2 separate regions of the Oryzias latipes genome follow, and region 1 is linked to region 2. A link is a contact called in public Hi-C data. All regions are on one chromosome and are shown on one strand. The core of a region is the stretch at or near the end of the contact, and the rest is flanking DNA. Distances in the headings are between cores, read along the strand shown.

Region 1 (6,715 bases), core at 2,273-4,772, 220 kb before region 2:
TGGACAGCCCAGGACAGAACTGGCCCTCCTGACCAGCTTGTTAAGTCTTTTCCTGTCCCGTTCTGTGCTGCCTGCTTCCCAACAGGCCACAGCGTAGTGGATAACAGAGGCCACCACAGAGTCATAAAATGTCCTTAAGAGAGGCCTGCACACTCCAAAGGACCTCAGTCTCCTCAGAAGGTGGAGGCGACTTTGGCCCTTCTTATACAGGGCATCGGTGTTGTGAGTCCAAAAACAAGCTGTAAGAGGTGAAGTTTACCCCCGAAAGCATGCTTTAACTTATGACGATCAGCATATACCGCTTTTCTTTGCCTCTTCAGTCGAGGTCTGTGCGGGTTCTGTAGCCGTCACCATGACAACGTGTCACACACCGCATATCAAATAATCCTGTCTTATGTGAAGAAAATGATTCAAACCTACATAAATAACAAGTTTAAAGTAGTAAAAATGGATTGATTTTTTTTTTGTAAGTGACCATGGTATAAACGGAATAACACCTTTCGAGGTGTGCCTTATCAGAAATGAATGAACTTCACGGAAGCTCCACATCAGACGGTTCAGGCTTTTGCTCGTCTATTAATTTCTGATAATGCAGAACTCGTCGGGCATTATCCTTTACATAATAGATAATAGTTGTAGCATTATAGCATTGTTTGGGATTAACTCTGTTACGAACTACAAAGTTGCATATTGATGACATCACAGGAGCCAGCGGTGCAGAGACACTGAGAGCGGAGTAAGACACGATTTCAGCTGAGATCAAATAAACTTTCCTGCAAGTAAAGTGTTGGACTTGTTTTATTTTTGAGAATATGGCAATAGTTATACAGTAGATTAAAAATGAGATTGATGCGATTTAATGCGCTAATTTGTCTGTAATTAATTAGTCGCGATGATTTGACAGCACTATCTTAAATATTTAAATACCCGTCTGATTCTTCAGTGCAATCACTGTGGATGGACTCCACACAAACCAGATAAAGGCTAAGGCCAGAGAGTTTAAAGATTACATGAAAAATAAATATATGCACAGAAGGTTAGTCCACTAATAATAGGAGGGGGCCACAGCATAATGAGAGTGCAGAATGAGAGTGAGCTCACCAGAGGAGGTATCTCCCCAGAGCCCATCTGTCAGAGTTACAGAAGTCGATCTTTTATTACTCAGCATAGCTTCACCATAGCAACCTCCCTCTAGCAACCCAGAATCCCATCTCCAGCTCCACTTCTCAGAGGACGCCTTTGACATCTTACTAATGTATTCACCACTCTACACGCGCACGTACACACACCGCAAAAAACAGAATGAAGCTTTTGTGATTCATAGAAGCTGCAGAATCACTTCAAGAAAAACAAATCAGGAAAACGTAAACCGTCTAAAGTCAGAATTGTTTCCAGCATACTAAGAAGAAACTGGCACGTCTACTATAGCTGAGAAATCTTTATTGTTTCTACAAAAGCTTTTTCAGAAAATTTTCCTTTTTCCTTTATAGTTCCTTTTGAAGAATTGCTACATTGCCAGTGAACCGTTCACTTGTTGAGCCAAATGGGTCACAGGTAAGATCACCGTTTGGATGGATTAGTCAGAACCTGCAGACCAATTATTTTATGCTGCTCAATTTAACAAAACAACTGCCTGCAGGCTGTGAAATCTCTTAACCAAACCGTTTAACCGCAAAACGACAAGTAGTCTTGGCAGAATGTGAAAGAAGAACCTGATTTAAAAACCTTTGCAGTGGATTGAAGAAAGACATTTAAGGGTTGTTGAAAGTTTATCAGCATGTGAGTGAAAGAACAACGAGCAAAACAGTCTGCAGCACTCACATTTCCATACTTGGGAGATGTGAGTGATTCTTAAGGATCCTCAACAAACCATTCCGACTCTTGCAGCCATATGAAAATTCCAGGTCAACTGCAGACTTAAAGCCGGGGATCATCTACCTGAGAGCTAAGCAAGTGATGGCTCCATGCATTAACCACCAGCTGCAACAATGTCAAAGGGCTCTCCATGTCTGAAGATGCCACTTCCATGCCTTCTGCGTTCGCAATCACGAGGATCAAACAGGATTCTAGCATCTGCTTTGTGATTTCACAGATTTCTTCCACTAAACAAGCACAGAAGAGTGCCTGCACCTGGTTGGCTCCAAATGCGCACAGACATCAGATCAGGCAACGTTTTACACAAGTTTCCTCCGTTTTTTCACCAGAGAAAGACAGAGATTGGGAGAATTTGGGATTCTTCGCCACAAAAGACAAAGAGGAGCAAACAGTAGACTTCTTTCTTCTGGTTGATTTAATTGACATTGCTTTGTTTACTGCGCGCGCTCTATGCGCAGACGCTTCCATCCACATCATATGATATAATCGACCTGTTGTCCGAACGCAAGACGCCCAACCCCAAACCCCCACAGGCAAGTTAGCAGGGGACCAAACAGCTTTTCTCCAGAGCTCTACTGTTATCATCTTCATCACATCAACCTTTACTGCAGAAATCGAATTGTTTCATGGAAAACTAAAGAAGAATGCTTTTCTGAAGAGACTGTGTGCTTTGATCTGAGCTTTTTCATCTTTTTACAGACCGCAAGGAGGAAAAGAAGTGATGCAAGCTCGTCTTTACGCGCGGATGACGCGAGCTGTGCGCAACAGTTTTTCAGTGTTTTTGAATTTATGAAAATCCAATCTATTTATTACAATTCCCTAAAAAAAAGGTGTGGCTGCTTTCAGTGCGTCATTCTGCAGAGTCACATCACAAAAATCCTAACTTCCAGATGTTACATGAAGCCATTCAAAGTTCTCACCGTGATAAATAGACGGTACAGTTGAGGCTTCCTAATGTGAGATGTTTTTTCTTTCGTTTCTTTTTTACCTTCAATACAACAAATCCTCCACAGCCCGGAGTGCGTCAGGTCGCCTTTGACTTTCCTGGTCTGCATTTGGCCGTCGTCGGTGGTCACGTTGGTGGCGTTACAGATGTACGCCCGGGAATACAGCCAGTAGTCGGTGCCGATGGCGATGGTCATGAGGCCGAAGGCGGTGAAGGCTCCCGCGACAGCCAGCACAGTCTGAACCCCGCGGTCACACCATGCCATGGCGGCTCATAACGTGAGGATCCTACTCCGCGTGGGGCCACGAGCGCATGATGGCACAAAGGAGCGCACGCACGGGAGCGCGGCGGAGACCCTTTGCGGCCGGCTCTGCCTTTATTCTGGCTCCTCTTCTATGGGAAGAAAACTTTAGTCCGAATTCATCCAGACTCTTTGTGTTCACTCATCAACGCGGCCACAGGTGGAAGCGAGGAGAAACCAAAACTGCAGAGAGAGACGATCCTCAAATAGAAAGTTCAAAAGAGAAATGAAACGGTGTTCAAAATAAGTGAAAGGGTCTCAGGAAGCTGGGATTTTTTTGTTTAGGTTTGCCTGATGTTTGACTCTAAACTGAACAATAGATGAAGCATCCGAGAGCCACGCCCTCCTCCGCAGTTACAGCCAATCAGACGCGAGGAAGAGAGCCGCGGCAGAAACAACAGAAAGTGTGTATATATATATATATATATATATATATATATATATATATATATATATATAGATAGATAGATAGATAGATAGATAGATAGATAGATAGATAGATAGATAGATAGATAGATAGATAGATAGATAGATAGATAGATAGATAGATAGATAGATAGATAGATAGATAGATAGATAGATATAGATATATATATATATATAGATATATATATAGATATATATATATAGATATATATATATATATATATATATATGTCTGTGTGTGCTTGTGTGTGTGTGTGTGTGTTGTGTGCGCATACACAAATTTGTCATATAGGGTGGAGAGGTACAAAAACCAGATCTACACAAAAGAAAAGGTGAAATAACTAATTTTTTTATACGAAACGATGAGAAATAAGAAAAAAAAAGAACTCATTTCTTCTAGGTTTTTTTGTTTATGTGATGAATCCTCATATATGTAAGTAATATTTGAAAAATTGTAACCACATTAAATTTATTAAATTTTTATTGTTTATTTTAAAAAGCGCCCAATGTCAGTCTTCAATAGGATTTAGATGCTTCAGTGAGGATACTTCAGAACAGTCAAATGTATTGTTTTTTGTCTTGTCCTGGCTGTTTCAGTCTCAAAATGTCATCCTATTAATACAGATTTAAGACATCCTGCATCAGATGCAGCAAAGCAGCCCAGAGCATCACCACACCTCCTCCGTGTTTCACAGACGGAAATGATTTATTAACAGGCTTCATTACATGTGACAGTAAACCAAGGCTTATGTTAACATGGGCTTCGTACATCTCTGAACAAAGTTAAAGTCCCGTCAGTTGGGGCACATGAGTGATACAGTATTTGCTCACTACATTTGTCGCATCCCTGGGGGTGGGGACGGGGGGAGTAATCTTTGTAATCTTGCTGACTGCTCTCAACCAGAATTCGTTTGTATTGTTTGTTTGTGTTTGTTTGCGTCAATGAAGTAGGACATTCATGTTACACAAAGATGCACTTTCAAGCGTTTTGAGTGTCATGCAAACTCCCTCCACAGTCACTTTGCTCAGTTCTCAGTTTATGTTGCAAATAGCAGGAAACTCTCCTTAGTTCTTGATAGTTTTGTCTGCATGTTCCTGGCCTTAAAGCTGCATTTGCACGCTTAACCCTCGTGCTATCTTAGGCACTTTAACATTTGGAGCGGGGTCATCTAGACCCCATAACACAGTGGGCTGAGCCTTTTTTCTTCAATGATTTATAATTTGCACTGATGTCCATGGATTAAATGAAATCCTCTTTACCTTTATCCACCTTTGTCATGGTAGGAATAACACGTCAATGTAAGTAAATCAAGAAAAAAGGTTCAGAGCACTGTCTAGTGGGTCTAGATGACCCAACTCCCAACATTAAAGTGCCTAGGATTGCACAAAAATTGTCACCTAGCTGTTTATTTCTATGGGCTTTAGGCTTTTTGAACCAGCGGGTACTTCCTGATTGGAACGCGAGGGGAGAAGGGTCTCTCTGTCCAGTTCTCTATGCACAGTCAATGCTAGGAACCCTTACCAGGAACCCCTAGGAATGCCGGGCCTGCTCTATTGAAAGATCTTCGCGTCATGCCTTTGACTTACCAAAAGCATGATCCGAGGATCCGTGTGAGTGCATTCAGCAGGGCCCACAGCACCTCCACTCTGGGCCCTTGGTTAGACTTGGCATGGTTGTGTGAGTGAGAGTGGGACTGTGAGTGGCCCTTGTCCTTTGACTACAAGGGCCCTTGACCTCACTAAGGGCCCTCTCGCACAAGACAGCCCCTAGATGACCCAACTCCCAATGTTAAAGTGCCTAGGATAGCACAAGGGTTAAGAGAAGGACTTCTACAAACAACAAAAATCTTGGAAGAAGTTTCCTGAGCATTGATACAAGGATTTTCATTTGAGGTTGATTCAAAATTTTGTTAAATAAAAGGTTTTCAGAGTCGTATTCAAGATATACTTATTCATAAAAGTCAAAAGTACAATCTGAAAGCCAGTATGACATCTTCAGCATAAAGTCAGTGTTACTACAATCACCAATAGTAACGGTTGGCTTTTCAAATTAGTGATAATTTGACACGAGATGCAAATGAGCATGCTAATTATTATTTATTGTACCTTGTAAAGCACTTTGTGGTATTAACCTGTAAAATGTGCAATGTCAATATTTTTTTCCAGCTTTGCAAGTGTGCAGGGAGCCATGTGAAGCCACAGCGCTCCGATCTATTCTCCAGCCTTTTTGACTTATACTTTTATTAGCTTCACACATATTAATAGTAAAATCCATTCAACATGGCACATACAGTGAATAGTAATAATAAGAACAATAATAGCAACAACATCAAAAATCACAAAGACCCATATATAGGGAAGGAGGAGGCAGAAGCTTTTTTTAAATGAAGACCTGTCCCTATTAAAAAGAAAATAGAATAAATAAAATTACAAAAAGAAAAACAAAATATATATATATATATATATATATATATATATATATATATATATATATATATATATATATATATATATATATATATATATATATATATGGATACATTTTCAGCATACCAAAAAACTACATTTATATAGTTCAACAGTCTAATTCATGTTAAACAACTAGTACTACAATTTATGTTTTAATAATTCTGTATTATGCCCATATCCTTTGTTTGTAAGTATATTTTAACCTCTTGGATGTACTTTTTCTAAAATCTACGCTGTTCTAGATTTTTGATCCGCACACGGAGAAAGAACATCTGCGGTTGGTTCGTGCTTTCGTGCAGCTCGTCAGAAGTCTCACATCGCTGCATCAAATGTCATTTCACTCCTGATTGGTTCCATTTTGGTAAAGTTGGTCATTTTTGGTCTAATCTGTAGTAGGTGAGAGATGAAGGAAATTAAGCAGCTACTTAACATACATTGAGAATAACAAACATAAATGAAGACAGCTTAAGGTAATAAACAACTTGCTGGAACAAGATGGACACACAAAAAAGTAAAGTGCAGAGTCACATGGAGATGTAACCTGTGCTTATTTGCATCTTTTTCTATCACATAGTAAATCTTCAAAGGCTTCATCAAACAATACTGTCTGTACAGTACTGACTTCTTGGTTCTTTTGTGATCAGACATGGGTTGTGTTAAAGTGCCTGAGATAGCACAAGTGTTACAGTCATAATAAA
Region 2 (6,459 bases), core at 2,619-5,118:
CTTACGTTCGTCATTCGTCGATGTAGGCAGATGTCCGTCAAAGGTTTCGGCCGACGGGTCTTTACGTGAATTTGGTGTTTAGCTGTTCAGATTTTTGGTCGGTTGAAAATCACGCAGTTTACGTGTATTTTACATAGTTTACATGCATTTATTACGTGAATCTTACGCAATTGTGCGTGATTTTTGCAAGATGTATACGGACATTTGTAGCTTTCCCTGACCATTCTATGTATGTCTAACTGACTTTTTACGCATTCCGCCGATGAAAAGTTTTTATAACGCGTATACGGCGTACATATAAACAGCGCAATAATCACGCATTGTTGTGTTTTCCGGGTTTCATCCCAGGGAATTTCAGTCAATTTTGGGCCAGATTTGGCTTTTACATGCATTCACGTGTTCTTTGTTTGGTTCATTCATACTTCTTTTATGGTTTTAACGTGGATCATTCGTGACACATCTGTGAAAATTTAACACAGACCACAACTTTTTTCACTTTTTTCCACGTATATATTCACTTCAGACCCATTTTTATCCGTGCCATATGTGCAAAACGTACATAGAGGCTGTGAGACACGGCCTTCAGTGTTAACACATGAAGAAAATGAATGAATGCTAGAAAAAAAGAAGGTGCAGACTTTATTGTTCACACTCGCACAAAGCACTAAATGCAAAGAGGTGCAAACACACATATGTTGTACGTTGTTGTTCTTACCTTGGCACTGAAATCCTTGCTTTCCAAAGCCCCTGTGAAAAGAGAGAAGACACTGATTGGAGCATGCTCACATCAGGCAGCGTTTCTCTTTCATTCCAAGGACACACTGCTAAATGTTACAAAGCTTTCTGAAAAAGTACAGCCTCCTTGCAGTTCATTCTAGGAAAAACAGATAAGATATCGAGGTATTTGTTACACTAACTCAACAAATGAAAAAGCTCTCTAAAACTATCAAAACCTCGTGATTTAACGGTTAGTAATCACTTCCTTGTATGATGTGTGTCTTGGATGATTACATAGACACTTCCAGAAGACTCATATTGACTGTGTTACTAATGTTTAATAGCTGGTTTCACTTCTTTTTGTATACAGGGAAGTTCATGTTCACTGACTGCCATGCCAGACCCAATCATCATCCTTCCACCTCCGTGCTTCACACTTGATGCACGGTAGTCAGGATCTTGGCAGGAATTCCAACAAACATCCTGCAGCTTCTGCTGAAACATTTATACAAAGAAAATCCTGCAGCCCTGAGCTCCACAAACACGACCTGCTGTGTGAAAAGAAGTTTTTTCATCATCGACCCTGCAACAAGCCACCAAGCATGTCCAGTTGATTCCATTAGTACTTTATTTGCTACGTTCACACCGGGCTCGGGAACACGCCTTTGGGCGACTACTTTTGATGAATTCACGTATATGCAGGTTTTGGGGTTCCTGGTACAAAACTCTCACATTCAAAACTACCCAAGTTTTTAAGACGGTTTTTGGGCTCTACGTACAGAAAGGGTGGTCGGTCATTGATGTCAAAGGTTAAACCAGTTGAACTTTGATCAATCAGGGGCTCAGATTTGGCAGTGACATATTTTTCAAAGCACAGAAGTGCTAACCGGTTGAAAAATTGACCACGAAGGAGAAATTAATGATTGCGGTTTGTGTGCGGCTGGAATTATATGGCACCAAGTTTATCGAATATCGGATAAGAGCAGTGGGGGGAAAAAAGCCTGAAGCAAGTTTCATCCGATTTGCGATAAGCCTCTTCCAAGTGCAAGTACACGCGCCAGACTCGGGTCGCGACAGTCCAGTGTAATTACCGTATGCTAAGAGCGCCTTCAAAAACTCTGGAAGGCGCCACACATACCTGGTGGGTACATCGCATTTGAACAGGCTGGCTGAGATGCTGCAGGGAGATGAAACCCTCTTAGGTTCTGGTTACTCCATCCCATCCCTGAAGATTGACTGTCTTATGAACCAAACCTCTTTCTTCAAAGAGACCATTGCTTCAGTCTTTTCCCTCCTACCTAAACCTAAAATTAATTATGTAACTATCCCCAAGTTTGATTGTATGAATGCATAACTGATGATTGTAATGTTTTTGTGTACCATTCTTATTTGATTGCTTGAAATAAACCAATTCAAATCAAAAATCTAAAATAGTTCTACTTTCATAAAGATGCTCTTACAAGCAGCCCTGATTTGAACTCAATGGAAGATATTGGAGATGAATGAGATCCAACTGCATTAATACCCTCTTAGCTGCACCAGAGAGGGCATCACTTTCAATAGGGGTGTAACAATTATGTTCCAACCATTCAACCAAATCGATCCGCCTGCGGCAAGTTACAATCAAATCGACTCTAACTGACCTATGCCAAAAAAAAAAAAGTTTACAAACGAAATAAATTGATTACATTGATAATGGAAAATACCGTTTGTGTCGAGACACGGTAGGTTTATTATACTATGACGTAAAGACATGTGACCATACAGTGTCTAGAATGTTCTAATAATGTTCCCTTTGGAACATTTGGATGTGGAAAAACAGTGGAAACTAAAATGTGAATGGATTTGCCATTTCATTTTTCATTTGCACTTGATTCTTTATCTCTGAGTCACACTGGTTGAATATATTAAAATGATTTTAGGTCAGTGAATCAAATTGTTCCAAAATGAACCAAAACTGACAAATCATATCGTCAACCACAAATTAGGATATGAAATGAATCGTTGTTAAAATGAATCATTACAGCCCTAGTTTTCAATCATCCAGGCTGCAGTAAACAGCTCCCCCCTAATTTTACAAAAAAATAAATAAAAAAAAGGAGATTGTTGTTTGAGTTAACGTTTCAGATTCTTTGCACTAAGGAGTACCGGTAGTGTTTAGGAGGCCACAAGGTCACAACGTGAGCCTGTCAATGATCCATGCCACCAGCAATAAAGGCCAATACACCACCCACAGTCAACAGAAAAAGCCATAAACAAAAGTTCAGCTCCTCCCTGAACAAAAAAAATGAATGTTTGGAAAATGTTCATAAATTAGACTGACATCTGTCTTGAAAAATGCAGGGGGGGGGTTGAGTCTGCCGTGCTTTGCAAATCCCTTCCTACACATGTGTCTGAGAAACAAAACCCAACAGTCTACACGCCCACCACGCACTGCACACCTCAACAGTTGCGTAGCTCCAGCCCCCACTGAAGCACCAAACTGACAACTCCTTCATCAGGACCTCAAGACAGAAACAGGCTTCTTCTGCAGTGACAAATCTGCAGAAACTCTGTTCTCTCCCACTGACAAGGGGCCAGCTGTTGTGACAGCAGAACTCCTCCCACATGGTCGCTGGACAGACGGACAGAGGAGCCGCAGATGAGCTCCAAGGAAAAGCCTGACTCCTGTCTGGAGCAACAAGGCTTTCGGGGGTGCAGAAGGGGACAGAAGGCTGAAGCTGCATCATGCGGGGCTGAAGTTATCCGATATGCAACAGGCGGCGGCAGTCAGGGGGGTGGAGGAGGTGGGAGGCTTACCAGATGAAGTCGGTGCAGTGGCTGCAGAAAGTCGGCTGCTTGAAGAACCTGGCTATGAACTTGTGGTCCTTCACTTCGTGGACGTTTTTCTGCCTCAGCGCACCTTTTCGGGCAAACCTGTTGGCTACGTCCGCGGTGGACGACTCGTTAAAACTTCCATCGGCCATGTCTCCCTGAAACGCTTCGCTCCCTCAGGGTTCGGGGTCAGTCGGTCCGCGGGGATGCGCTTCCTTCGGCGTGGAGGCTCGGACTGCGGAGCGACGGTCTCCGCTGAAGGCTGGCAGAATGCGAGGGCTTTCCCTCCCGCTCGATACCACCGGGCTGTTCCACTCACACAAATGACAGCCCCGCTTCCGTCAAGCGCAACGTTCTCAGCGTTTCCGCATCCGGTCACAAACCTTCAAAGTAAAAGTCCGACCTAGCGTTTCTTGGTTTTCCTTTATAAATGTTATTTATTTTTTAAAATGACAAAAATGTGTAAATATGATTTGTGCGAGTTGAAATGGGTCTTTGAGTGACCTTAATCTTGTCCATTTTTGCGTAAAGGCCTGTAGTTTTCATATTTTTTATTTAATTTTTAGATCACATTGTATTTTATAAACAACACTTTGGGGTTTAATGTACTATTTTTAATCACAACATTTTCTTGTTTAAGTGTTTAAGTTTAAGAAGAAGTTTTGCTTTTCGGTAAAAAAAAAATGCTTTGCTTGGCTTTTTTTTAATTATATTTTTTTAAGGTTTCAACAAAGATCTAAAGCCTTATCTAGTGACATAAAAAAAACATTTTCAATTATTTTCTAACCCTGAACAATATGAGGTAACTCCATAGAACAATGATTGACTTGTTTATAAAATGTCATAAGCACAAAGCAACTTATGGAAGATATTTTTTGTCCAACCACAAACCAAGCAATCAAGAAGCTGTTCTGTTTCTAAACAGAGCAAAGAAACTTCTAAATAGTAAAGTATTGTTGTTTTACTATATTTTCACTATTGTACATACATTTTGGAGAGTTGATAAAATTGTTACAATAACCCACATTAACACAATGATTTTACACCCCTAGGAAAAAAAATCACCATTTAATTCTCCGATCACAAATCAATAAAAATAAAGTACTTTCAATTACGTAAAGTACTTTCAATACTTGAATAGTATGGTCAGAAGTCCGGTCCGGCTGGAATCTGCATCTCCATCCAGATCCTCAGCACAAGGAACCTCTGACCTCTCTGCATAGGCAGTGCAAGGAGCTGCAGAAGATTTAGTCGATTTTTTGACCAAAAAATAAATAAAAATGCTGGGACAATTGTTTAACTTCCCTTATAAAACCAATACAGATCATTTTAAACAGATATGTTTAAAAAAAAATCTATTTTCCAACCTTAGAATAGATTGGGCGTGATGTAATATTCTGTATTTTTATTGCATTCGTCCATAAATAAGTATTACTAATATTTCTGAAGGTTTTTATTCAGATACTTATGATAATTAGCTGGACTTTAAACATCTGCTTACGAAAGTGCATTTGTTCATCATCACAGATGCTGCTGCAAAGCAGCCCTCAGTGTAAAAACACAAAAACAACTAATTCATTGATCTTTAAATCTTTATTACAAAAACTCATCTGAATATTTGCACTTTGTTTGGATGAATAAAGAATATATGAAATCCTAAATGCAATATTTTGGGAAATTCTTGCAAAATAAATTTGCTCAATTTTTATTAGAAGTTTAAGTACTTTAATCCACACAAATCCTCCGGGTTTTGTTAGCATTGAACACATCTGAGAATAAAAAATTGGTATTTTAAAATGAAAACACCGTTTCCGGTTAGGAACGCATGAACCATTAATAACTTGACGAGGTTTCGCTCCTGTTCCTCCCTCTGCTCAGGCTGATGTCACTCAACAGGATCTGGCGGAAGGGAGAGGAGGCTCCTTGTCCACTGGAGGAAACCAGTCTTATGGCGCCATCTTGTGGACAAATTCCATAATGAAACTCTTGTTTCCATTTTTTCCTTTTCTTGTGGGGTCCAGATGACCCCACTCCCAACGTTAACGTGCCTTGGAGGCAGATGGTCATCTGGACCCCACAAGACAACCTTTCTTCTTCAATGATTTGTGATCTTCACTGGCGTCCCTGGATTACATGAAATCCTCTTTGTTTTTGATATGTTTTAATGACTTTTTTCTTGTATTTGAGGACTACAGGAAGGAAGAGACCAATTTAATCATTGAATTTCAATGTCCATCCACTGCAGGGGATGATAAGTATAATAAAACATTATAGATGTGCAGCCCAGTCATATCTGGAAGTTTAGGCATTTTAAGCCTCCTTGTTCAATAAAGTAAAGACAAAGGGAGTCTTGACTTTCGGTTTTTCCAGATAAAACATACCAAAAACTTTCTAATTTGTGGGAAAATATCCAGGAGGAGGTGGTAAAAGTATGTTTTTAAATCAGAGTAGCTGTCAAAGGAACAGGCAGGCGGCTGGTTCCAAATGCAGCAGGTTTATTAGCTCAGCTAAAAGTCCACAAAACTAAATCAGGGTCAGGCATGCAGGAATCAATAATGAGCATGAGAGCATCAGCGAAGAGACAGGGGTAGTCAGGATCCAGGCGAGAGCCAGGGCAGGAAAACTAAGTCAGAAACAGAAACTTACATCCAAATACACCGCTCAGTAATGAAGGCCAAGTGGCAGAAACAATTCTTCACACTGAGTGAGGCTCAGTGCAGTCCTTAGACTGTGATTAAGTGAGTGAATGAGAGTCAGGTGTGTGGCATCCAGGAAGTGCACGCTGTGGTTGCTGGGAAATTAAGTTCATTCAGTACTCTGGAGATGGTTCCCGCTGGTGACCAGAGGGGGGGACAGAGCTCTGACTTCTGACAGTAACTTTGGCAATATGTTCATTTTTGATGTATTAACTCTTCCAATCGGATATAT

The links. Hi-C and Micro-C count contacts between places; a contact is called where the count stands out from the background.
Region 1: a contact with region 2 is called in a Hi-C map of fibroblasts, with 2.6 times the contacts expected there. The contact joins the promoter of cacng4 here to the promoter of prkca in region 2. A contact is called at or near these places in 2 of 5 Hi-C or Micro-C datasets (embryo and fibroblasts).

The regions. Positions count from the first base shown.
Region 1 is chr1:31,196,166-31,202,880 of ASM223467v1, reverse strand. It overlaps cacng4 (voltage-dependent calcium channel gamma-4 subunit), which reads right to left and starts at 3,522. Exons shown (of 4, transcript XM_023960429.1): 1 at 2,864-3,522. The coding sequence starts at 3,086.
Region 2 is chr1:30,975,284-30,981,742 of ASM223467v1, reverse strand. It overlaps prkca (protein kinase C alpha type), which reads right to left and starts at 3,868. Exons shown (of 18, transcript XM_023960406.1): 1 at 3,517-3,868; 2 at 716-747. The coding sequence starts at 3,683.